Linked DNA regions of Mus musculus: all the other regions are linked to region 1. A link is a contact called in public HiCAR-type and promoter capture Hi-C data. All regions are on one chromosome and are shown on one strand. The core of a region is the stretch at or near the end of the contact, and the rest is flanking DNA. Distances in the headings are between cores, read along the strand shown. Region 1 holds the start of Lrrfip2 (leucine rich repeat (in FLII) interacting protein 2). Region 2 holds the start of Clasp2 (CLIP associating protein 2). Region 3 holds the start of Pdcd6ip (programmed cell death 6 interacting protein). Region 4 holds the start of Ubp1 (upstream binding protein 1).

Evidence for each region. Promoter capture Hi-C pulls out the DNA fragments that hold promoters and counts their contacts. HiCAR-type assays count read pairs that join an accessible place to other places.
Region 2: a contact with region 1 is called in a HiCAR-type map of astrocytes, with 6 times the contacts expected there. The contact joins the promoter of Clasp2 here to the promoter of Lrrfip2 in region 1. A contact is called at or near these places in 2 of 39 promoter capture datasets (the C10 cell line and embryonic stem cells) and 2 of 115 datasets of contacts at active chromatin or transcription factors (astrocytes and large pre-B cells).
Region 3: a contact with region 1 is called in a promoter capture Hi-C map of embryonic stem cells, with 6 times the contacts expected there. The contact joins the promoter of Pdcd6ip here to the promoter of Lrrfip2 in region 1. A contact is called at or near these places in 6 of 39 promoter capture datasets (the 3T3-L1 cell line, cranial neural crest, embryonic stem cells and 3 more) and 1 of 115 datasets of contacts at active chromatin or transcription factors (large pre-B cells).
Region 4: a contact with region 1 is called in a HiCAR-type map of astrocytes, with 9 times the contacts expected there. The contact joins the promoter of Ubp1 here to the promoter of Lrrfip2 in region 1. A contact is called at or near these places in 3 of 39 promoter capture datasets (the C10 cell line, embryonic stem cells and pre-B cells) and 1 of 115 datasets of contacts at active chromatin or transcription factors (astrocytes).

The regions. Positions count from the first base shown.
Region 1 is chr9:111,114,303-111,120,335 of GRCm38.p6, forward strand. It overlaps Lrrfip2 (leucine rich repeat (in FLII) interacting protein 2), which reads left to right and starts at 3,822. Exons shown (of 15, transcript NM_001374664.1): 1 at 3,822-4,087; 2 at 5,338-5,409.
Region 2 is chr9:113,739,691-113,745,522 of GRCm38.p6, forward strand. Clasp2 (CLIP associating protein 2) reads left to right here and starts at 1,783. Exons shown (of 40, transcript NM_001114347.1): 1 at 1,783-2,185. The coding sequence starts at 1,991. It overlaps Gm38623 (a long non-coding RNA gene), which reads left to right. Exons shown (of 4, transcript XR_001779313.2): 4 at 1-133.
Region 3 is chr9:113,705,519-113,711,741 of GRCm38.p6, forward strand. Pdcd6ip (programmed cell death 6 interacting protein) reads right to left here and starts at 2,741. Exons shown (of 18, transcript NM_011052.2): 1 at 2,381-2,741. The coding sequence starts at 2,589.
Region 4 is chr9:113,926,886-113,932,626 of GRCm38.p6, forward strand. Ubp1 (upstream binding protein 1) reads left to right here and starts at 4,427. Exons shown (of 16, transcript NM_001372510.1): 1 at 4,427-4,881. The coding sequence starts at 4,769. It overlaps Gm39439 (a long non-coding RNA gene), which reads right to left and starts at 4,041. Exons shown (of 4, transcript XR_003948257.1): 1 at 3,842-4,041.

The DNA of each region.
Region 1 (6,033 bases), core at 2,572-5,071:
CTAAGTTTGGCTATCCTGGTTCTTGCTCTGTAGATTGACCTTGAATGCAGAGATCAGCATGCCTGTCTCATGGGATTAAAGGTGTGTACCACCATGCCTGGATCTAATTTTAACTGGGTAGGATCTTGCCCCAAAGTCCCACTCCCTTAATCTGTTATCTCCTAGAACACAAGATTTTGCTCCATTTCCCTTCCTAGTACCTCTTTAATACTCGAACCATATATTTTATATTTTTTCCTTTCTAAGCTTACTATGCTTGTTCAAACTTCTCTTCATAAGATTTAACCAGAGAACAAAGTCTCTGCTGGGCTTTTTGAAACTTCCTTTGTCAATGCAATTAATCTGAGTCTCTTCACCTTAGCCTCAGGCAGACATTTCAGACAAGGGCAAAAAGTAGCCAGTCTTCACCAAAATACCACAAAAACAGTCGTTATGTCACATTCTGAAATTCTTCTCCTTTGAAATCTCTTGGGCCAGGTCAACACAATTCAAATTACTCCCAGCAACAAAGTCTTCCATATTCCTTCTAGGATGACCAATTAAGCCCCATTTAAAGCATTCCACTGCTTTCCAAATCCAAAGTCCCAAAATCCACATTCTTTCAAATAAAAGCATGGTCAGACCTATCACAGCAATACTCCACCCCACTTCTGGTACCAGCTTCTGTCTTAGGGTTTTGCTCCTGTGAACAGACACCATGACCAAGACAAGTCTTTTTTTTTTTAAGATTTATTTATTTATTTATTATATGTAAGTACACTGTAGCTGTCTTCAGACACTCCAGAAGACGGAGTCAGATCTTGTTATAGATGGTTGTGAGCCACCACGTGGTTGCTGGGATTTGAACTCCCGACCTTCGGAAGAACAGTTGGGTGCTCTTACCCACTGAGCCATCTCACCAGCGGCAAGTCTTATTGAAAAAAAAAACATTTAATTGGGGCTGGCTTACAGGTTCAGAGGTTCAGACCATTATCAAGGTGGGAACATGGCAGTATCCAGGCAGGCATGGCGCAGGAGGAGCTGAGAGTTCTATGTATTCATCCAAAGGCTGCTAGTGGAAGACTGACTTCCAGGCAACTAAGGTGAGGATCTTATACCCACACCCACAGTGACACACCCATTCCAACCAGGTCACACCTATTCCAACACACCTTCAGATGGTGCCACTCCCTGGTCCAAGGATATAAAAACCATCACAATAGTCTTGACCAATTATTATTTTTAAGATTATTTTTTTTTTTTTGTTTTTTGTTTTTCAAGACAGGGTTTCTCTGTGTAGCCCTGGCTGTCCTGGAACTCACTCTATAGGCCGGGCTGGCCTCGAACTCAGAAATCCGCCTGCCTGTGCCTCCTAAGTGCTGGGATTAAAGGTATGCACCACCACGCCTGGCTTTTTTAAATCATTTTTAGTTATGTATATATGTGTATATGTGTATATATGTATATGTCCGTGTGAATTGTATACAAGTAACACAGACGAGGACAGAAATGGGAGATTTCCCTGGAGCTGGAGTTACAGAGTTGTGAGGCACTCAACGTTGGTGCTGGGAGTCAAACTTGGGTCCTTGGAAAGAGCAGTGTGTCCTTAACCACTGACCCATCTGTTCAGCCCCTGAGTCTAGTTGTTGTTGGCCACATGTATGTGGGTGTGAGGCCACCCACTGGGGTTCAACCACATCCACAAAGAAAGTGACTTTCATTTCTTCAGCAGCTCTCAACTCTCCATAGCTCCCGAGTTATGGCTGGCGCCTCAGGAGTCCCTTTGCCAGCCATGCTGAAATTTTGACTGACTTGCTCACACAACTCCTAGTAGTTTATTTTTAATGTCTGAACTAATGATGTTTCCAGATATGTGTTTCAAATAAAGGAACATTGTCCAGCTTTTGCCAAGATAGTTCCATCTAAAAATATGAAAAGACAAGAGAAACATGAAAAACACATTATTGTCATTAATATCAGAGACATTCATGTTAAAAATATATCCACTTTCACAGATTCTGGTAGTTGAAATAAAAAATACAATATCTGATGCAGGCAAGTAAAATCAGCAATGAATATTTGTTATTAAAAAAGGAAGCACTTTATTTCTTGGCATTATCTAAGAAAACTATGAAAGATTTGCTGTGGAAAGAATAAATATGTATGGATCCAGCCATCACACTTTCCAAAAAGTATAAACATTTGCAAAATTTTCCTTCATCTATTAATATATCTGTGGAGCAGCCAGCCCACACAGACCTGGGGCATTCACATGTCAGAATATTCCATAAAGATCTGGGAACAGATATTTTTGGCAGAAAGAGAGACTTAATGTGCCGAGAACGACTGCCTACCACGTAATTCAGGGTTACAGCCTGAGTCAGGGACTCCTCGCTGTGACAAAGAGTGTCAGTCTACAACATTCTTTCGAATCGTTTATTATAGACTCTTTCAACAAGAGGAGTCGTTTTTGTTTTCAGTTGCCAAATAGGTGGCAAAATATGAAGGAGAAGTAACAGCGAACTTCTAAAGCTGCTTCACAACACTAGTGTTAACGCCTATTTTTACAATGAAAGAGAGCTAGGTGTGGTGGCGCTTGCCTGTGACCCCAGCACTGGAGTGGCTGCTAGCTTTGCCGACCTGGTAAATTCCAGGTCTATGTGAGATTTAATAATGTCTTTAAAAAACCAAGGAGCATGACTCCAGGGAAATACCACCCAAAGTTGCTGTCTGTGAGCCAATTGTAGACAGACAGACAGACACACAGTTTCTCTCAGCACACTTTTCTCTGTGTGCTGAACCTCCAGGATTGATTGATCCCACAGTGGCAGCCCCGTGAACATGAAAGGTTAATCAAGCCTTTGATATCTCAGTGGATACGGGCAGCTCTGAAAGTCCTTTTAGAAGCCATCAGACAAAATCCAAACATGTCATCCGTGGGCTTATTCGTGGGCTTCTGAAATCTGCAGTTTTTGCAGATGGGAGGTCGTGCCTAAGACCATTTTGTGCCCTTTCCCCCAGATACCTGCTCGGCTATCACTTCCTGCCAGAGGTCTTCTCTCACCATCTTCTCCAGCCAGAGGCCTCACCCTCAAAATGTTCTCATCATTGCTTGCCGCTGAGTTCACGACAATCTGTCATTACCTTGTTTATCTGATCAAGTTCATCTACTCAATTAGAAGGCAAGTTTCCCCGAGAGCATGATCAGGGCTTCCGGTGCCTGGAACTTTGAACGTGAGGGCCTTCCCCAGATACTTTTGGGATTGAAGAACATGCCTACGATTTGGGTCTGTGTGTTTGTGTGTGTGCGCGCGTGTGTGTGATGTGTACAGGTCTCACTGTGATAATTCAAACTCCTTTGCCCTGCCACAGGTTCCAGGGTACCCGGGACAACAGGTGTATAGCATCATACCTGATTTTATGCTGGGAATGGCACCCAAGGTTACAGATATGCTAAGTAAGCACCCTATTACCTGCGCTACAGCCTCAGGTGGAAATCTCTTTAAAAACAGGTATTTTCATTTCGTTCAGCCACACCCACCCTCCACATCCTTTCCCACAGACTGCGCGCCAGGTGCCTCACTCACCCAAAACCTCCCACCAGACCGCTTTGAGGCCACCTGGCTAAGTACGGTTACGAAACGCTCAGATACCAACGCTCGGGACCAGGCCCGGCTTGAGCCAGTGCGTGTCGAGCGTGTCTCCCTCCCCGTCACCCGCGAGCCCTGCGCTCCGCGGTCCAGCCAGTAGCCTCCGAGCCGCGCGCGTCCGCTACCCCGCCGCCTGCCACAAGTACTTCCGGGTGAGCGGGTCGCCGGCCGGTGGCCCCGCCCCTCTGCCCCGCCACCGCCGCAGCTGCAGCCGCTGCTCGGGCTGCGGCTCGTCCCGGGTCGCGTTCGCTGTGTCGGCCGCGGGGCGAAGGGCGCGCTCAGTGTGACTCCACGACCGGCCGCGGCGCGAGGAGCCCTTCTTTTTGTCTCCCTGCGGCCCGCGGGGTGGACGGTGCGGGGGGGTGCAGAGTGTGGCCGGCGCTCTCCTCTCCCGGCTCCCGGGCGGCCGCTCCGGCCCTTCCGGGCGGCGCCGCAGCCTCATCCCGCGCCACACGCAGGTAAGGGCAGGCGGCGGACCCGGCTGTCTCCAGGCGCTGCCCAGTGGCGGCTCCGGGCTGGGGTCGCCCGGCGGGTCCCCTGCTCCCGCTTCGCCCGCCCCCCGCGGGGGAAGAAGGGGTTACGCCCCTTGGACCGGGCATCACTTGGGACAGCTGGGTGCTCCAGCTCCCGTTGCTCCCGGCGCCACACTCCCGCAGACTCTGTCCTCAGTCTGTCCCGGGAGGGGCCGCCCCGGGAACGGTGTCAGGCCGGTGGAGGGCGTAGCTTTTTGAGTGAGATTCCCCCCTCTCCTGCTTCCTTCTTGATCTGAACTGAAGCGCGCGGGCTTACCAGGCTCAGGGCAGGACGGTCAGGGTTAATGCTTGACTAACAGCGGGCGTTATTTACACCCACATTGTGGAGTTTCATAGCTCCAGTCAGGCCTGGTTTCCCTTTGCTGTGGATATCCAGCAGGAAGCAAGGGACATAAGAGAACCCAGAGGAGAAAAGTTCAAGCGTTTGCTTTGTGTATTATGTTCCCCACCTCGAGACATACAAATATAACGTAGAAACGTGGCTAAAGGGTATCCCAAACTTTCAGTATTTGTAGCCCCTTTTGCTTTTCCCATTTAGTGACTCAGCATTTTTGCCACGGTTTTTCTACAGTAGCTTGATTGACTGAAAACTCTGTAAGGATAACAGTGACTGCTATTCGTGTTGTGTTATCGCAGCGAGAAGAGGTGCAGTCAGGGTATCGACAGATACATTCTTAATCAGTGTTGGACTTTTTCTCCCCAGTAGGTGTGAAAAGCTGCAATTGCTGAAGAATGTGTGTTGCAGTAAGAGTTAGTTGGCCAAGTTTACCGTAGCTTCAATGTCTTGCAGAGTTAGCCCCGATTAACCAACATCATGCTCTGTTTAACAACTACAGGGATCCTATGACCTCGTATTTAATACACTCATGCCGAGTAAGAACTTCGGAAAGTGTGATTCACGTCGGAAGTGAGGTCACACTCTGACTCGTAGATCGGGATCTTCCCATTGAAATAGAGGAAAGCCAGACCTTTTCTGCCCGTTTAATTAGATAATTGTACTCTTTTTTTTTATAGCGAGTGATGTATAATGTTTGGTTCTGTTTGTTGCTGGGTGGTGATTGTCATGCACTATGGCATGGAAATCAAACGTTAAAATTTGTATAATGTTTTGTTTTGTAATACTTTGTTGGACTGCTGTGATTTTTAAGTCCCCCCCCCCTTTTTTTTTTTACCAGATGTGGGAAGACAAATGAAGGGATTTAGAAGCCAAGTAAATGTCATTGGGAAGGAGAGCTACCACCACTGAGGTAGGAAATAGTACTGTGTACTATATAAAATAGCTTTTTGAGTGGGAAGCTGCAGCACTTTGCCATCCTATCCTTAAAGATGCTGAATGAGACTATATTAACTTCTGTTCTGGAAGGAATTGTGTTGAAGTTTTGGTGTATTTTTAGAATTGACTAATTTCAAACTTGAAGTAACTTTTTAGTGCTGCAATGTCATTTGATCATTTTAGTCTTTCAAAATGAGATGCAAAAAAACTTTGGATCCCAGAGTTCTTTATAGGGACAACCTTGCTTTCTTTCCAGTTTTTTTTTCTTTTCTTTTCTTTGTAGAGTCCTGATTATTTTACCTTGATTGACAGTTTAGAAGTCCTATTGACTAGTTGGAAGATAATACCAAATGTATTGGTGTTAACTTAAGACAGACGTCCCTTTGATTCTTTGACTAACTTTTTGGCATCTTTCTCCCTTTGGATATCGATACTTAAATTCAGAGTGTTCTCCAATGTTGCTTTTTATTTCTGTCCAGCTGATAGGATGATGATTCTGTTCTTGTTAACAGAGATTCCCTTTTGGAAAATCCCCTGTGAAAACCTTCATTGGAGATAGTCTTGACGCACAAATACGTCAGGGAAATCTTCTTAGGTT
Region 2 (5,832 bases), core at 533-3,032, 2.6 Mb after region 1:
AAGGAGACTAAAAGAGAGGGTTAGACCCCCTAGGACTGGGGTTACAGACAACTGTGGGTTGCCGTGTAGGTGCTGGGACTCAAGCCTGGGTCTCTGCAAGAACAAACACTCTTGACCTCTGAGCAATTTCTCCGGCTCCTGTTGTGTTTTGAAAGAAGATCTCAGTAGCCTAGGCTGGTCTTGAACTCCTGACCCTCCTGCTGCCCATGTGCTAGGATTACTGGGGTGCTCCACCAAGAGAAAGACAGTTCCTAAATGGCAACATTCAAAGCAACACCTGTGTTATTTAAGGGATGATATTTTAAAAATTCAAAATACTTTAAAAACATTTATTTGTATGTGTACTTTTAATGTGTTATGGGTATTTTATGTACTTGTACCATGGGCATTGCCTGGCGCCTTTAGAAGTCAAAAAGGGCATCGGATCCTCTGGAACTGTAGCTAGATGGTTGTGAGCTGCCATGTGGATCCTGGGAATCGAATCTAAGTCATCTGCAAGAGATCTGATGATGCCTCTGCCTCCAAGGGCACCCAAACTCAGGTGCTTATGCCAACCATTATGGAAAACTGCAAACAACCCAGAGGCCTATTGCTATATGGACGGATGGATCAACAAGTCAGAGTATAACGGGGAAGGATTAAGTATAAAAAGGTAGAGACTTTTAAGATACGTACTTCATGGAATGAAATACCAACATTTTGCTATGAGAAGTTAGACCCAAAGATTACAGCAGCAGATTGAGCCCTAGGGATATTGGGATCAGGGTTAAAGAAACTGGGAGAGGGGGAGGAAAGGAAAAAGAACACAGTGTGGAGTTACATAACTTTAAAAAATGGAAAATTACCCTACCATGTTAGAAATAAGTTTAGAATGCAAGAGACTGAGTTCCCGACTCGTCCAAGTGTCACAGCTAAACCTGTTCTCTACAACACTGGGCTGGAGAGATGGCTCAGCAGTTAAGAGGGTTTGCTGCTTTTGCAGAGAACCCAGGTTCAGTTCCCAGCATTCACATCAGGTGGCTTACAACTGCCACTTAACTCCATCCAGATCTGACTTCCTGGAACTTTTGGTTTCTGCAAGCGGGCACACTCAGGTGCACACACGTACACATGAAATAAAAAGAAATCTTATAAGTTAACGGCCCCAGCCATCCCCAAACAAAACTCGAGTTCTGTGGCTCAGGCTTGGGAGGCAGGGGTAGGGCCAGAAATGTAAGACCATACTGTAGGGTGAGTTCGAGGACATCCTGTGCTGCCTTTAGTCTCTGTCCAAACAAAAATCAAATTAAAGTCGCCCAGGGCAGAGGTGGTTAGTGGGTAACGGCGGTCTGGGGGCTTCCCGAAGTGAGGGTGGGAGGTGAAAGTGCGTCAAGAGAAAATGTGGATCCATTTGCAAAACCTCGGTATCAACTGGAAACAGAAAGTCCTCCAGGGCGACTGTGGGGGTGGCAGCAGGAAGGGACAGCCAGGCCTGTGCCGAGGAAGAACGCGACCCGTGTATTCCGGTTTTAAGAGACGGCAGGGGCGGGGCAGGGAGAGAAGTACCAAAAAGTTTTGAGTCTTGATGATGGCGGCGGAGCGAATCGCCGGAGATGCCGGAATTCCCACACTGGCCTTCCAGGGTCGCCCACGCGAGGCGACCCACACGGCCCCGACAGCCCAAGGCTCGGGCCATCAGTAGCGCCACAGGCCGCAGCCCACAGGGGCTCGGGCGCGCCGGGAGGCCGGGCTGGAGGCCGGGCGCGTCGCTCTGACGTCACGCGCGCGCTGACGTCGCCGGCAGCCGCAGCCTCTGAAGCGGGGCTGGGACCGGGGGGCGCCGAGTTTGATTAGTTTAGGGGGGCCGTCCCCCGCCGGCCGCCGCACCCCAGGCAGCGGCGTCTCTGCGTGTCGGCGCGTCCCGGAGGCTTCACCGCCGCGCCTCGGCGGTGCTGCGAGGAAAGTTGGCGTGTAAGGGGCGACGGGCGTGTGAGGGGTGGCGGGCGCGGCCATGGAGCCCCGCGGCGCCGAGTACTTCTGCGCCCAAGTGCTGCAGAAGGACGTGAGCGGCCGGCTGCAGGCGGGCGAGGAGCTGCTGCTCTGCCTCGGCACGCCCGGAGCCATCCCGGACCTGGAGGACGATCCGAGCCGCCTGGCTAAGACCGTGGACGCGCTCACCCGCTGGGTGGGCTCGAGCAACTACCGGGTGAGCGGCGGTGCGAACGGGCGCGCGGCCGGGGCGGGCGGGCGCGCTGCCGCCGGGGTCCGGGGACGCGCTGGCATCGCCCCCCAGGGCTTGGGGTACGGCCCCAGGCGGCGGTTCGGTGACACGTTGCTGTGTTGCTTGGCGCTTTACAAAGTGGTAACTTGCGGCCCAAGGCTTTAAGACTTTGTAACGTTTGTCTACGCCCGATGGCAACGCCTGCGCTGAGATGGGGCGTTTGAGTACGGCGTGAAGTTGGACCGTCAAGTTCATCTCTTGCTGTTATACTTAATCTCCAGTTTCTTTTCTCTCTACCCTCTCTTCATCCCTCTCCGCCTCTCTTCCTTTTTTTTTCTTTTTTGCTTCTCTCTTCCTCCCTCTCTTTCCTCTGTCGTTCCCTCCCCGTCTCCCTCCTCTCTTTTCCTCTCCCCTCTCCCTTTCTCCCTCTTTTCTTTCGTAGTCTTTACGTGAAGGTTGAGATCACCCAAAAGCACCGTTAGCGCGTATTCAGGTCCTTCGCACGGAAGGACTGCTCATCTCATGGCATTTATTCACATTTCCCTTAATTGACAGCAGAAAGCCGTTGACCACTCATCAGTTCTCTTGTTTTCCCGCAGTTGGGACGAACTTAGATTTGAAACACTATGGTTTAGTTGATGCTGCAAACGAAGCGGGAATGGGGAGGAGTGCGGTAAGGTACGAGGAGGAATGGGTGTCCGGTCAGCATCAGGGAGTTGTTATGTAGCCACCGATGGAGAAAAGTGAATATTCTGTAATTAGTTGGAGTTGTTAGTGGTTACTTTTCTTTTTAGTCTTCTGGTGGCAGTATTGCTTTAAAATGCAGGCGGGAGCTCCCGTGGATGGAACGATTCTTAGTGATGTATCCAGCAAATAGGCTGTACTTTGAAAGCTTCTATCTATAGAGACAAGAAAAGCAGTTTTAATGATGAGATCTTTATGGAATTGTTGGAAGGTTAGACTTAGCAAGATTTAAAATAAAGTTTTCCTAGCACATATTATCAAATGTACATAATGGGTTTCACTGGCATCTTCATGCATGCATCTGTGTAATGTACGTTGTTCACTTTCACCGCTATTTCCCACTCTTGCTATTTCCATATAGTTCCTCTCTACCTTTGTATCTTTTTTTTTTTTGATTAAATGAATCAGTAAGCTTAAGGTTATTTAAAGGAGTATGGGTGAAGGGTTCAATAAAGGAACATGGGCATCTTATTAGTGACTGCATCACTGAAGAAAATATTTCCCCTATAATGTTTAAGGCCAGATTGGACTATATGATGAGGCCCTGTCTCAAAAAAAGGGGGGGGGGTAGGGGGCTTGGGGAAAGCTAATATTTACTAAAATACAGGGAGTATTAATTTCTTTTGAAGAAATTACCTAGCTCCCCTTACTGTGTAAGCAAGGCACATGTGTGCTCAGCATGGCTGTTTTGTGCTGTGTTGCAGCACTGGCTATTGTGGGAAGTCAGCCCGTTAGTAATGTTGGCTCACTGTCTCTAGAGGAAGCTGCTGGGCTTCGTTCTCCACACTGACAGTGGATTGCCTTGGAGCCTTTGCAGCCCTCAGATGTTTGTCCACAAGTGGCAGTAGTGATACCACAGTTGTCAACTCTGTTGTCACATCTCTGAGCATCCAGCTAACTGGCTAGAGTCCTTCCAGGAAGTATCTGATGTTCACACATTCTTTCCATGTTCCTTACAAGATACTTAGCCTGAGACAACTTAAGCAGTTGGAAGTGCCACAGGCCTTACAGCTTTGTCAAACACTTTCTGGTAGCGCTGCTCATTAGTCTTTATTTCTGGTACATGAATGAGTCACCTGTCTTCCTTAGGTCAGTTCCTTGGTTCTGCCATTAGATGCCACGCCTTCTTCTCTACTCAAGGACACTCATCACCCAGTTTTCTCCTTCAGAAATTACTAGTTCTCAGTACTTAATATTTTAGCATAAAACCTTTTCTAATGTTTGTTAGAGGGTATTCTATTCTAGTGAGCCTGTTATTTGGGTTTTATTTGTTTACTTACTTATTGACACAAGATTTCACTTCTCACTATGTAGCCCTGGCTAGCATAGAAGTCACTGTGTACACTAGGTTATCCTTAGATTCACAGAGATAGGCCTGTATCTGCCTCCTTTCTCTCACCTAAGGACTGGGATTAAAGGTATGTGCCACCACTCCTGGTTATTTTTAGTTTTTAAAAAATTATTTTTTGTTTTATTGTATATGTGTGTGGCTGTTTTAAATGCATGCATGTCTGTGTATGTGTGCATGGCTTGTGCCCACAGATACCAGAAGAAGGCATTTGCATCCTTTGATTTACAGACAGTTGTGAGCTGCCATGTGGATGCTGGGAATAGAACCTGGGTCCTATGGATGAGCTGCCAGTGGTCTTAACTGCCAAGCCATCTCTCCAGCCCTCATAGCTAGAGTATAATTAGTATGGTGTTAAGATAAAGTTGGAGGCCAGTGGATATACAGATGTACAGGGTTTAAGTTTGTTTATTTTTTCGAAACAGGGTTTCCTGGGGCTTAGGTTGGCCTCTATTTTACTGTACATCTAAGGCCACATGATCCTATTTTAAATGTGGTAGGCTTTATATGAGGGACAGTCCTTTAGTTCTTTGTTGGAAAGGAAAGGAATAGCAGAAGAAATCCTTGGTAGTAAGGCCTGGTTTGGTAGCAGAGACAGTGCTGTGATTTTTTTTTTCTGTTTCTTTTCTCTTTCTTTTTCTTTTCTCTCTTCTCCTCTTCCTCCTCCTCTTCTTTCTTTCTTTCTTTCTTTCTTTCTTTCTTTCTTTTTTTTTTGAGACAGGATGTGGTGACTTGAATGACAGTGGCTCCCTTAGGCTAATATATTTGAGTCTTGAGTACTCCCGTCTCCAGGTGGTGGACTGTTGAGGAAGGATTAGGAGAGGTGTGTGTGTGTGTGTGTGTGTGTGTCCTTGTTGGAGCAGGTGCGTCACTGAGGGAGGGCATTGGCGGTTCACAAACCCACACCAGGCTTGGTCTCACCTCTCCCAGTTTTCAGTTCAGGATGTAAGCCCTCAGCTACTGTTTGAGTGTCATGCTAGTCTGCTCCCTGCTCTGATGGACTGGTCCTCTGAAACTGTAAGCAAGCCTTCAATTAAGTGCTTTCTTCTATAAACTGCTTTGGCTGTGGTTTCTCTTCATAACTGTAGAACAGAAACTAGGACACAGGGTCTCTATGTAGCTCTGGCTGGTCAGGAACTCACAGAGATCCACCTGCTGAGTTCTGGGATTAGAGGTGTGTACCACCAGCTAACCACTTGACATAATTTTTTGGTAGGTCCAGTATGTCGTTGTTTTTGGATTGGTGTGAGAGTTAAGAGAAACCGTAATTAGGGATACTGCCTTCTTGAGCAATAGGATAGGCATGCTGCCTGCTAAGTTTGGAGACCAGGAGAACAAAGGCATGGAAAAGTCTGGTTTTGACTACGTCCCATTGGAAAGGTTGTTTGATATCAAAGTTAAAATGTTTAGATGATTGGGATCTTAACTCTCTTGGTGAAGTCATAACTAAAGACTTAAACTCATGCGAGTTAGTAATATGTGATATATAGACTTTGTGTTTTGAGTTTTTCCAAAAGCCTTGTAGATTTTGTGGCAATAT
Region 3 (6,223 bases), core at 1,491-3,990, 2.6 Mb after region 1:
AAACACCATTAGGCCACCAGGACTCAGAGCTAACCCACCCAAGTGTTGTCTGCAGGCCATACATACACAGGCAACCCATTAGTCCTAATCCTGACCCTGCTAGAAAGTAAGCAAAGAAGAAAATAGGACACGAAGCCTCTTGCTTCAAAGGTATAAAAGAATGACTGCATAGAATATACTGAACCCTTTGTATCAAGCCTCTTCCTCCACAACCTGAGGTCAAGAAGCAAAACCAGAGTTGCTTGGGCAGAAGAGGCCATGTATATTACACATGTACATGATCACAACGTATGAGATGGCTGCCTTAGAACATGTTATGGGAGGTGACAGGAAAGAGCAGCCAGTGGAAACCAAAAATGTTTGACCAGCATGAAGCAAAGGCCAACAAGATCAGCTATGGCTTTACATGAGGGAGCCCACAAAGCTTACTAGACCATAGGCAAAATGCTGCTCCTGGAGAGACAAACACATGAGCTATGTACTTCCACAGAGGGAGCAGACACCAGTAACTAGCTACCCTCTAGTTCTGCCTCTGTTTCAGATACCAAAGTTCTCTAGGAAGACAATCTACCAAAACAGCAAGAGTATACCACACCCCTCTCTTTAAGATTCACAAAGATTTGGCAATCAAGACTCTAGCCTAAGATTACTTACCTAACAATATAGAGACCTATGCAAGTTTAACACAACTTGAAAGAAAGCCAATATGCTTTCTCAGCGTGACTGAAAGATGTCCCCCAAAACACATCCAACACAGGAAATGATGCAGTAAAGAACAACATCTCTTCAGGGCTGGCCAGAAAGCTAAGTACAGGAAGATGCTTGCCACCAAGCCTGACCACAAAGCCAACTACTATACTGTCTTCTGGCCTCCGTATACATGTCAAGGCATGCAAGCCAAGGCATGCACACACAGAGACAGACAGAGAGTAGGAGAGAACATTCTTAGAAATAAGTACATTAAAACAATTACAAATGTGCTTAAGCAGACTTAAGTATATCACAGTGGGCAGAACTCAAACGCTGCAAAGCACGCAGCCCAAGGCTGCATTCAATGTCTCAGGCATTGTCTGAAGACTTGTAAGGCGAAGGCAAAGCTTCCCTCACAGAAATGGCTCACAACCTTTCTAATGCTTTGCCCTTTAATACAGCTCCTCCTGGTGTAGTGACGCCCAACCATAAAATCTGTTGTTACTTCATACCTGTAATTCTGCTACTATCACGAATGGTAATATAAATATCTGATATGCAGGATGTCTGATACGTCACCCCAAAGGGGCCGTGACCCACAGTTTGAGAACCACTGCCTTAGAGGCACGGATGATACAATGTGCATCAAGCACTTGAGACAGCCGCTGGATACACAGGCCACATATACCACCCGCAGACAAGCACTGTGTGACTAACCCCAGCACTCGCAGACGTTCCTTACAGTTTTACAAAACTCGGGCACTTTAAAGCAAATCCACTCTAAAACTCTCGTGAGAGAACTGTTTGAAATCTGGCTCCTCACTCTGTCAACAGATAAAGTCTACTCAGTGCTGGGAGCCATTCTAACTACGGTAAGGGCTGCTAGTGGCCATCTGGCAACACATGCAGGAAACATCACGGGAGCAAGATGATGCCAAAACTAAGGGGTGTCTCTGGACAGCTCTGTTCCCACCCTAATCCACCAGCGTCCCTTGCATGAAACAAGATCATATTACCAGAAATTGGATCATAAGGTATCACGGAAATGTTATCATTATCAAGTACCTGGGTTGTCACCAATTGCAAAAAGGACCAGGGTATTCCATACGTGCATACGCCCGTGTCAAAAGATTTTTAAGTAACCAGTCTCAGCGGTCTACTATGTCATTCAAGTTTTCTTTCAAACGACTGTAGCTCCTAACTTTTACAACTGTCAGTCTGTCACTTGATTATTGGAACATGAGATGACTTACTTCAAGTGAACAATATAATAAGTCACCGACATTTGGTTTAGTGTCCAAATTCTCTCCCTTCCCTTTCGTAACTATTATTAGGAAATCTAGACGTGGTCCAATAAAGTCACAAACAGGGATTGTAAAAGGGAGACTCCAGTTGTAACACCCAAAAAGTGAAAACCGGTCAAACGGCTGTAACCAGAGAGATCATTACACGGCAGACGTCCTCCCAGGTAAGGAGCCTCGGTGACAGAAGGCACTCGGAAGGGAGGACAGGGTTATGAGTCCTCTCACCAGGAAAGAATGCTGACCACACCTACGCTGCTGGCCTGAGTCAGAGTGGAGGCCAGGCGCGGGGGAGAGGAAAAGGCTATGAAGGGAGGAGGAAGCGAGGCTGGGGAGGGGAGCGGGGACAGGAAGGGAGGCTGGGAGGGAGCCCCGCCGCCCGGGCCCACCTCAGCAACGTCTCCAGGGCGCCCTCATGCTTGTCCAGCGGGCGACCGAGCGCCGAGCGCCGCAGTTTGCTGAGCTCCTCGGCCGCACGGCAGTACTGGGCCTGCTCCTCGCCGCCGCTCGGGTACGTCTGCTGGATGAACTTCACCAGCGGCTTGGCCAGGTCCACCTCCGAGGTCTTCTTCAGCTGCACCCAGATGAACGACGCCATGGTGAGCGCCCGGCCGCCGCGTCGGGCCGCACAGACGGAGGGACAGCGACCACGGCCTAGGCGCGCTCGGCACCGGCAGCGGAGGAGCGGACCGACGGGCCGACGGACTGGGCCGCCAGCGCTTCGAGCTGGCCACTTCCGGGAGCCCCCGCGCAGGCGCAGTCGGAGGGGCGCGCCGCTCGGTCACGTGATGGTGCCACCAAAGCGTCGCTCACCTGGGCTCGCCTGTGCGGCGCCTGCGTGGTGGGATCAGGCGGTAGCCTACTGCGATGATTAAATTTTCAAAAAGATTCTTTTGGTTATTTTGGTTTGGTTTGGTTGTTTTGTTCGAGACTGGGTTTCTCTGTGTAGCCCTGGCTATCTTGGAACTGACTTGTAGTCCAAGCCGGCCTCGAACTCGCGGAGATCTTCCTGCCTATGCCTCCCCAATGCTGGGATTAAAGGCATACGCCACTACCACCCGGCTCAAGAAGATTTTAAATTCTCCTTAGATTCTGCTCTATTTTTCTTTTTAAAATATTTTTAATTGATTGTATTTTTCCTTTTTTATTACAAAAATTAATTTTATAGGTCAATATATTCTGCCCGGTGGTGAAATGCTCCTTTGTTATGCTTTCTCCTATGAGACCAGACCCTGGGGAGTATTGTGATGTGCGGTTGAAGGTCCATTGTGTGTGCAGCCTTACCCCCACCCCCACCCCCCAGGGCAAAAGTAGAAAAAGTCCCTGCCTTCGTGCAGTCTTCCAGGTAAGGACACAGTCGGTAGTAAGGTACGTAAAAAGAGATCTCTTAGAAGAACATAGCATAAGCAAGATAATTTAAGAAACATCCTCCCAGAAGATGAATTTAAAAGAATACTCGCAATTTGACATTAAAAGAGAGCACGGGTGGAGAGACTTAAGTGGGAAGAGGCCCCAGACCTAAAGCACGAGTATCCCATATCCAGAACTTAAAAGGGAAGTAGAGACTAGAATGAAAGGAAGTTGAAGAGTGACACCACAAATCATTATGAAACTTGTAGTCAGTGTCTAGAATCTATTTAGTACAATCAGTCGTACTTAAGCAATTTTTTTTATATTTTTTACAAAGGCCTCCCTGGGTAACTGGGGAAATAGATTAGCAGTTAAAGACTGTTTGCTGCTCTGCCTGAGTGAGAGGCCGACCTGGGTTCCCAGTAGCCTCTTTAGGAACACACTCAACACCTGTAACTCAAGGCGACCCATCACCCTCTTGGGGCCTCCTCTGGGGCCAGCCCTCACGCGCACATACATAGAATGTTTCTTGAAGGCCTCCCAGAAGACAAGTCTGGTATTTTTACTGTTTATTTTTATTATGGTTTATTTATTGGGGAGTACTCAGAGGTCAGAGGTCAACTTCTGGAATCAGTCCCTTCTACCACGTGGGTCTCAGGGGTGGAACTCAGGTGGGCATGATTGACAGCAAGCACCTTTCCCTGCTGAGCCATCTCACCACTCTTGATGGAGCAAATGTTGATGAACAATATCGTCCATGAAACATTCCAGGCAAAACTAACTTGAATCTATCAAGCCTTCACATCAAACACGCAATTTTTTTCATTTTTTATTATATATATATATATATACATATATATATATATATACACACACACACACACACATATATGGGTTTCTGCATGTATGTCTGTGTACCATGTTTGTTCCTGATGCCCCCTGAAGTAAGAAGAGGGCATCAGATCCCCTGGAACTGGAGTTTCAGAAATGATGAGCTGCATATGGGTGCTGGGAATCGAACCTGTGTCCTCTGGAAGAGCAGCTAGTGCTTTAACAGGGGAACCATCTCTCCAGTGCCAGATCACACAATTTATAAGAAATACAACAGGCGAAATAAGAAATTCTGTGACGTTTCAGAGCATAACTGGTGTATACGCTTCAAAATGTATCGGCCTGAAAAAAAAAAAAAACAATGGTTGTATAAAAAAAATTAAAAAAGCAAAACTTGTGGACATTACAGCCTGCCCCAGATCCTATTCTGAACAGACAAGCTATAAAACACCTTTCAGGACAGTTGAAAGATGAATGAAAACATGGAATATTTGATAAGATGAAACTGTGTTGCCATACAAACCTTGGGGGGTCATTAAGAAAATGGTATGTGTGTAACACTATCTTGGTTTTAAAAAATTAAATATCTGTATATATGGACGATGAAAAAGGATTGTACCCTCAGTGGTGCTGATTCTTTGAAAATAGAAACATACTTTTTTATCTTATTTTTATTTTCATGTAATAATTTTGCTTTATACATTATATTTGTTCATTAACAATAAAGCTTATTTTATTAAAATTTTATTTATTCATTCATTTACATTTACTTATTAGTTCGGGGGAAACGTGTGTGTGTGTGTGTGTGTGTGTGTGTGTGTGTGTGTGTGTGTTTGTGTAGGTCAAAGAACAACCTGTAGGAATCCTTTTCTGGTCCAGCTCAGGTCTTCAGATTTGGCGGCAAACCCTTTAGCCACTGATCCATCTCAGTGCGCTATAAAAATGTCTTTATTCTAGTTAAACTTTCTACTTACAGTAAATGCCACGGCCACCCTGCCCAATGTGCATCAGAAGAATGTAGTGAGGCAAAGTGTGAAACAGAAATCGGGCAAAAAAAAAAAAAAATCATCATCAAATCTGACCTAAGGAAGATAAACAAAACTGATAGGTTTTTTGAGTTTAGAATTGAATTTGCTAACACCCAAACAGGAAAATAAGGAAAGGGACGTAACCAAGAATGGCACCTGCTTTGGGTACCTGTGTATCTGAGTGTTTGGTGAGAATGCATGTTGCCAGAAAGAAGGGCAGTGAGACTCACTGAACAGGGTGGGTGAATAGGCCAGAGGAGTTCCGGCTGTGGCCTGCCTCAGCTGGTTATGTCTTACGTGGGGCAGCGGATGTCCGGCTGCGCATCTGCCTCGCTAATGGAGTGCCCCATAATAGGCGTCCCAGTCCGTGTTTCCCACAGTGAGAAACAGCGGAGTCTGAGACAGATGCTGTGGTTCCAAATCTTCTGTGTACCCAGGCGCCTCCGGTGTCTGGCTGGGAGTTGTGAACGGGGTCTGATGGTCTGTGTTTCCTCTCAGGATGACTACTCACCAGGGGGGAAGGGGAAGGCTCAGTCCAGGATGGAGATGGAATCCTCTTTGAATCCAATTGAATGCCAACGATATGGAGTGACTGGGAGAGGAAAGGCCTTCTCCAGGAGATTTAGTCATGGCTCTTTACCACAAAGGCCTCATCACCACCACCTTCCCTCCCGGGGGTTCTTGTGGAAGAGCTGGTCATTGCTTGTCCAAACTTTTATTTGACGGCAGATATGGCCTATGCGCTTTACTTGAGGTGAACCAGGGATTAAATAGCTTTTGCGGGAAGGAATGCCCAGAAAGGGAAGTTCATTGCTTGAACAGCCAGGTTCTATCTAGATACCGCATTAGCATGAAGAACTCCAGGTTGTTCTGGTAGGTGACCGATTGTCATGGCCCTCTCAGTGGGTTGTCACGGTGAGGCGTTCCAGATCAGGTAGTTTGGCAGGGAGCTGCCTCCATGCCTGCCATTCTCAGTTCTGAGATTCCCCGGGGATTTGAGCCTGCTCAGCCTTAGAGTTCTTC
Region 4 (5,741 bases), core at 3,177-5,676, 2.8 Mb after region 1:
ACAGTGAAAATGGCCACCAAGACATGATAACCCTAAGGGTACAGTGCTGGCAACTTTGTATCATTTTATTGGGTTCTTAGACCTCGAACACCTTTCCAACCCCTATTTCACCCTAATACCCTCCAACTCCCAGCACTAAGTAGGAGAGAAAGATTAGAATGGAAAGGGGACGTAGCCTCTGTAGGTTACTTCCAGCTGAATAGGGTCATTGGGATCCTAGGGGCAAGTCCAATCTTCATTGTCAGAATACCCAGCAGTTCAACATTAGCGAATGCAGCAGGGGAGCAGCCTCTGTCACAGAACCTCTCGGACTCCTAGCATTTAGACCCTCTCCAGAGTCCCCAGAATTAAACTCTCTGGAGCTGGCAAAAATCATACCCCACCTGGAGCAGGAGACAATCATGGTTAATGGCTGTGCAAAATCTGAAGTAGCCCTATATCCCACATCTGGGATTAAATTAGAGAAAACATAACATAACCTGGTTTTTAAAGAAACCAAAAGCTCTCAGTACAGTACAGTTGTGGCACATATACCTTGCTTGTAACCAGTGGCTCTCAACTCAGACTTAAGGCATGCTATGCAAGAAAGAAATCACGGCTTCCACTAGAAACGTAGCCAACTACCCACTCTGGTGATGCCATAGAGCTTGAGGAGAACCCACCCCTACCGATTTACTAAGCCAGCAAAGTGCCAAGCTACATTCCAAATAGTTGCCCTTATACTTGAAAAAATGTAGTCCTCACCCCTCATCAAGGAAACCTCTCTTTGCAGACAGAAACTATGACAGAAAACCACAGCCCACCAGAATGCAGGACTGGATCCCAGTCCCGGATACATTTACAAGATGACTCGTGCACCTAAGGTTCAGGGAGCATTTCAGGAGAGGGGACTGGGATTGGGAGAGCCAAAGGATGAGGGGGTGGGGGGAGGTGACAATGAGATTGCGTCTTCTAGTAAGGTCAGAAGCTACACCCATAGTGTCTCACTAACGTGACTGTTAAAACATCAGCTAAACAAGGACAGCACTGATGGACATGCTATCATGGACAGAGGAAAGACCAAACGACCTCCTTCCTATACAAAGAACTACAGGGAACGAAGGAATGCTGAGAGCTGGAGAAATTGTCTTCCCCAGAAGAGAGCACAGCAACTGGTCATCCAAATGGTCAGACCTGAAAACGTGCACACAAGTAACGTTATACAGACTGAGCTCCTTAGGGGTTTTTTTTTTTAATCTGTTTAGGAATATATATGTACTTGCATACATGCATATGTGCATGCAACACCAATGGAAAAGGTCATAAATTTGAAAGAGAGCAGGAGGGGGCATAGGGGAGCGTTTGGGGGGAGGGAAAGGAGAGGGACGATGCAATTATAATCTCAAAAAATAAAAGAACAACAAAAAAAAAGTAGACAAGTAATAAAAACAGAGATACAGTCCACGTGACCATGCTGGGAAGAGGACAAAATGAAATGTTCTAGTGAACCGCTCCATCCTCAAGGGTGATGAGAGAGGTTTTAGGTTGACTAGAGGGTGAGAGGTGTGTATAGGTAATCAGTCCCGGCTAAAGAGCTGTCCCAACCATCACTGACCTGTCATGATCTCAACTCGAATCCTTTCTATATATATATATCCTGTATATATATCTTCTGTAGCTCAGGTTGGCTTCGAACATTGTTTCTCCTGTGTTAACCTCCCTAGTGCTGGGATTACATATCTTGTGGTTTGAATAAGAATAGCCCCCATAGACTCTCGAGTGAGTGTGTGTGTGTGTGTGTGTGTGTGTTTAAATGCTTGTTCCATAAAGAATGGACTATTAGGAGGTGTGGCCTTTTGGAGGAAGTCTCAATGTGAGGCTTTGAGGTTTTCCTTGCTCAAGCTACACCCAGTGTGGTACACAGTGTCTCCCTGCTGCCTGAGATCGAGATGTAGAACTCTCAGTTCCTTCTTCAGCAGCACCACGTCTGCCTGTATGTTGTCATGCTTCTCGACAGACATGATGTAACAAACTAAACCTCCAAAACTGTAAGTTAGCCTCAGTGAAATATTTTCCTTTAACTGGGACATGCCTTTAATCTTAGCACTCAGGAGACAGACACATGTGGATCTTTGAGTTCAAGGCCAGCCTGGTCTACAGAATGAGTTCCAGGACAACCAAGACTACACAGAGAAACCCTTTATAAGAGTTGCCATGGTCATTGTTCACCCACTAATAGGGAACGTGAGCTGGGTTTAGACCGTCATGAGACAGGACCTTCAGAAGAGCAATCGGTGCTCTTAACCACTAAGCCATCTCTCCAGGCCATCTTAAAATTCTTAAGCGATAAGGAGGTCGGCCAGTTCCTCCTGCTTTCTGTTTTTTATAACCCACGCACACACGCACGCTCCATCCACAGTGGGGAACAATCATGGAGGAAGAGGGTTCCCAGACTGCCCTTCGAGAATAAAATGGGAGGCCAGAACCAAAGTCTTTTGGATAAAGTACCACATCGGACTATGCACTAACCCATTTGGCTGCCTTCCTTCCCAAGGCATGGATCGTCCCAGCATAGGAAAGATCTCCCTCCCTCCCTCTCTCCCTCTCTCCCTCCTTCCCTCCCTTTTGACCCATTTTCATTCTTCTACCATACACTCAATAAAATTAAATTAAATTAAATTAAATAAAGAGTTGCCATGGTCATGTCTCTCTGTGGCAATAGAAACCCACTGAGACAACATGCATGCACCATTTCAACCTGTTTCCAAAGAGGAATGTTTGACAGAGAAAAGTCATTTTCTTTGGGTATGGTCTTGAATAAATCTAGTTCCAATAATTTCTGTCACCAGGTCTTTCAGTAGAGCTGTGAGCTGAATTAACCTGAAAGTCCTTGCTGTTTTAAGGCAGGGTCTTGGCTGGCCTAGAGCTCAACTGTGAATACCAGGCTTCTATAAACTCACAGAGATTTCTTCCCTGCCCAGTCCTCCAGTGCACTGGGACAAAGAGCACACCCCATCACCCTGGCCCTGACCTTAGATGTTGGCAAATGTTAGCTTTCAGAGGCTGTGCTTCTACATATGTGTGAGTACTCTAGTGCATAAACTGATTAAAGAGACAAATGATAGCACAATTACACTTGTCCCAAGAATCAGAGAATTACTCCCCCTTCCCCCGTTATTTCCAACAGTTAATAATAAACCTGTCAAATGAACGTTGCTGGACCCACATCCGAATCCTTTGGAAACAATATTATGTGAAAAAAGCAATAATCGAGGGCCGGCTTGGAGGGAGCAGTTCTTCTCAAAGCTTGTTAGGGATACCCAGACACAGACTTCCATGAAGCAGTAAAAGGGAGCACTTGGGCATAGATAGGAAGTCTCTATGCTTAGTGTATTCTTTGTCTTTTGCTGCGGGTATCTGTGTGTGTGTGTGTGGTTTTTGTTTGTTTGTTTGTTTGTTTGTTTGTTTTGTCTTCGTGCTACCTGAACCATAACCTCCCGGGTTTGTTTGTTGTCTTTTGTTTTAGAAAAACACTAGTTTTCTTCACGTTAACTCTCACAGCAATTTGCATGGTTTGTGTTAGCGCACATGATTAAGGAATAACGAGGGTGTCACACACTCTTGTGCTATGTGCGTCACCAGATCTTCTGGGCTCTGCAAATTTGCTTTGTTTTGTTTTGAGACAAGCCCTTGTATATAACCTTGATTCAGCCGGAGCTCGCCAAGTAGACCAAGCTGACCTCGAACTCAGACCAGCATGCTTCTGCCTCCGGATTAAAGTTGAGTTGAGAGGGGCGGGGACCTTTTAGGGAGGGCTGACTGGCTTATTCTCCTGCCAATCAAGATCTTCTGCACAACAGACCTAGCTTACATCAGACGAGATGTACCCGCTTTTCTCTGGAGCGGGGGCAAAAGCCGACGAAAGGGTATTTCCCAGAACCGACGGAAGTAGGACCTGGAACCACTTCCTCCAGTGCGGGCCAATGAGCTCTTACTTATGGCAGTCAATTTAGTCCCGGAGGGGAAGAGCGTTTTGATTGGTGGCTCAGCCGGGAACGCAGAGGCTCACGGGAATCCATTCCGGCCGCTTCGCCGTGACTGCCCAGAAGACCTGTCAGTCAGCCGAGCGTAACCGGTCACACCTCTTCCGCCGCCAGGCCGCGACACCGCGGGGGCCGGGCAGCGCCGCTCGGCCCAGGCGCTAGTGCCGCCGCGAGGCGCGGGGCCGCGAGGGGCGGGCCTGGGAGGGGAGCGGCCGCAGGGGCGGGGCCGGAGGAGGAGGCGGAAGCGGCGAGCGAGCCCAAGCCGGAGCCGCATCGAAGCTGCGTCCGGGCCGGCGGAGCGGCGGCGGCGGGGTTGGCCGGGGCGAAGGGGCGCTGGAGCCTGGGCGGGCGGGCAGAGGGCTGGGGGGGGGGGGGCGCGGCCCGGGAGCGGGTGACGGGCGTGCCGGGGGGATGCGCGCTGGGGCTGTGGGGCGGGGCGGGCGGCGGCCGCGGGAGCGGCGCCGGGGGCGGGCGGCGGCATGAGGCGCGGGGCCGGCGGCCGCGGGAGGGCGGCGCGGCTCGCGGCCCGGTCGCTCCCGCCGCAGCTGCTGGCCCGCACGCTGTGCCCTGACAGCTGGGCCTCGGCCGCTCTCGTCTCAGCCGCGTCCCGCGCCGCCGCAGGTGACCACTCGCCGCGCCGCCGGAGGCTTCACCCGCGTCCTCCCTCAGGACGCGCCCGCGGAGCTCGGGCGCCTTCGCCCCGGACCCGGAGGCCGCGCTGCGCGGGGCGGCGGCGAGGCCGGAAGATGGCCTGGGTGCTCAGTATGGACGAGGTGATCGAGTCCGGGCTGGTGCACGACTTCGACTCCAGCCTGTCCGGCATCGGGCAGGAGCTGGGCGCCGGCGCCTACAGCATGAGGTAAGGGGCGCGCGGCTGCCTCCGCCGGGCGGGGCCTGGGCCGCGGGGTCGGGGTCCTGCCGCGTGGCGCCGTGGCCTGGGAGGCCGACGGGGGCGGCTAGCGGCGGAGGACCCCGTCGCTTCTGCCTGGGGAAGCCGCGCTAGCCGTTGAGATTGGGTCAGAGGGGCAGGGACTTTCTTTCCAAGTGATTTACGAGTCCTTTTAGCTGGAGTAGGCTGTACAAAAGGCACTGTTTCTAATGGGAAAACTGTAGCTTTTCCTACGGTGCCTGGTAGCGTGGCCTGCGACTTTCAGCCGCTTGACATTCTGATAGTAAGTTATATTGTGAGTGAAAGTAGCCCTGAGGGTTGGCGAGCGCAGTGACTTGCTTGTATAGTCTCCTGATTGAGAGTGAAGTTGGGCCCTTGCTAGGTTTCTTCATTCTCAAAGTGACTCCCCTCAGGCTGTTTCCTTTTGCAGAGGGCTTTAAGATTGTGCCACACACAATAGTTTAGTCACTGCTGTCTGCACCAGCAGCTGTTCCTTTTTGTGTAATTGGGAGAGGCGGAAACAGATAGGAGCCAAGTGTGTCTGCCCCTTACTTATCCCGAAAGAGTTGAAGAGTTCTTGGTGGCTCGGCAGCCCTTTGTTTCGATGTTGGAATATGGCTTGTGTAGGGTATGGTTTACCCAAGGAGGTAAAAAACGGAGTGGTTTTTGAAACGTGTGAATTAAGTGTAGTACTTAGTTTTCAGCAGTATGGTTGGTTGTGTAAAGTGTGCGATGTGGGCTCCCTGGGGCTCTCCTACCTTTCCTGCCGCCCAGGGGAGGTCAGAAGCATTGTTAATACCCTAAGAGAAATGCCCTGGGTCAGAGCTGGT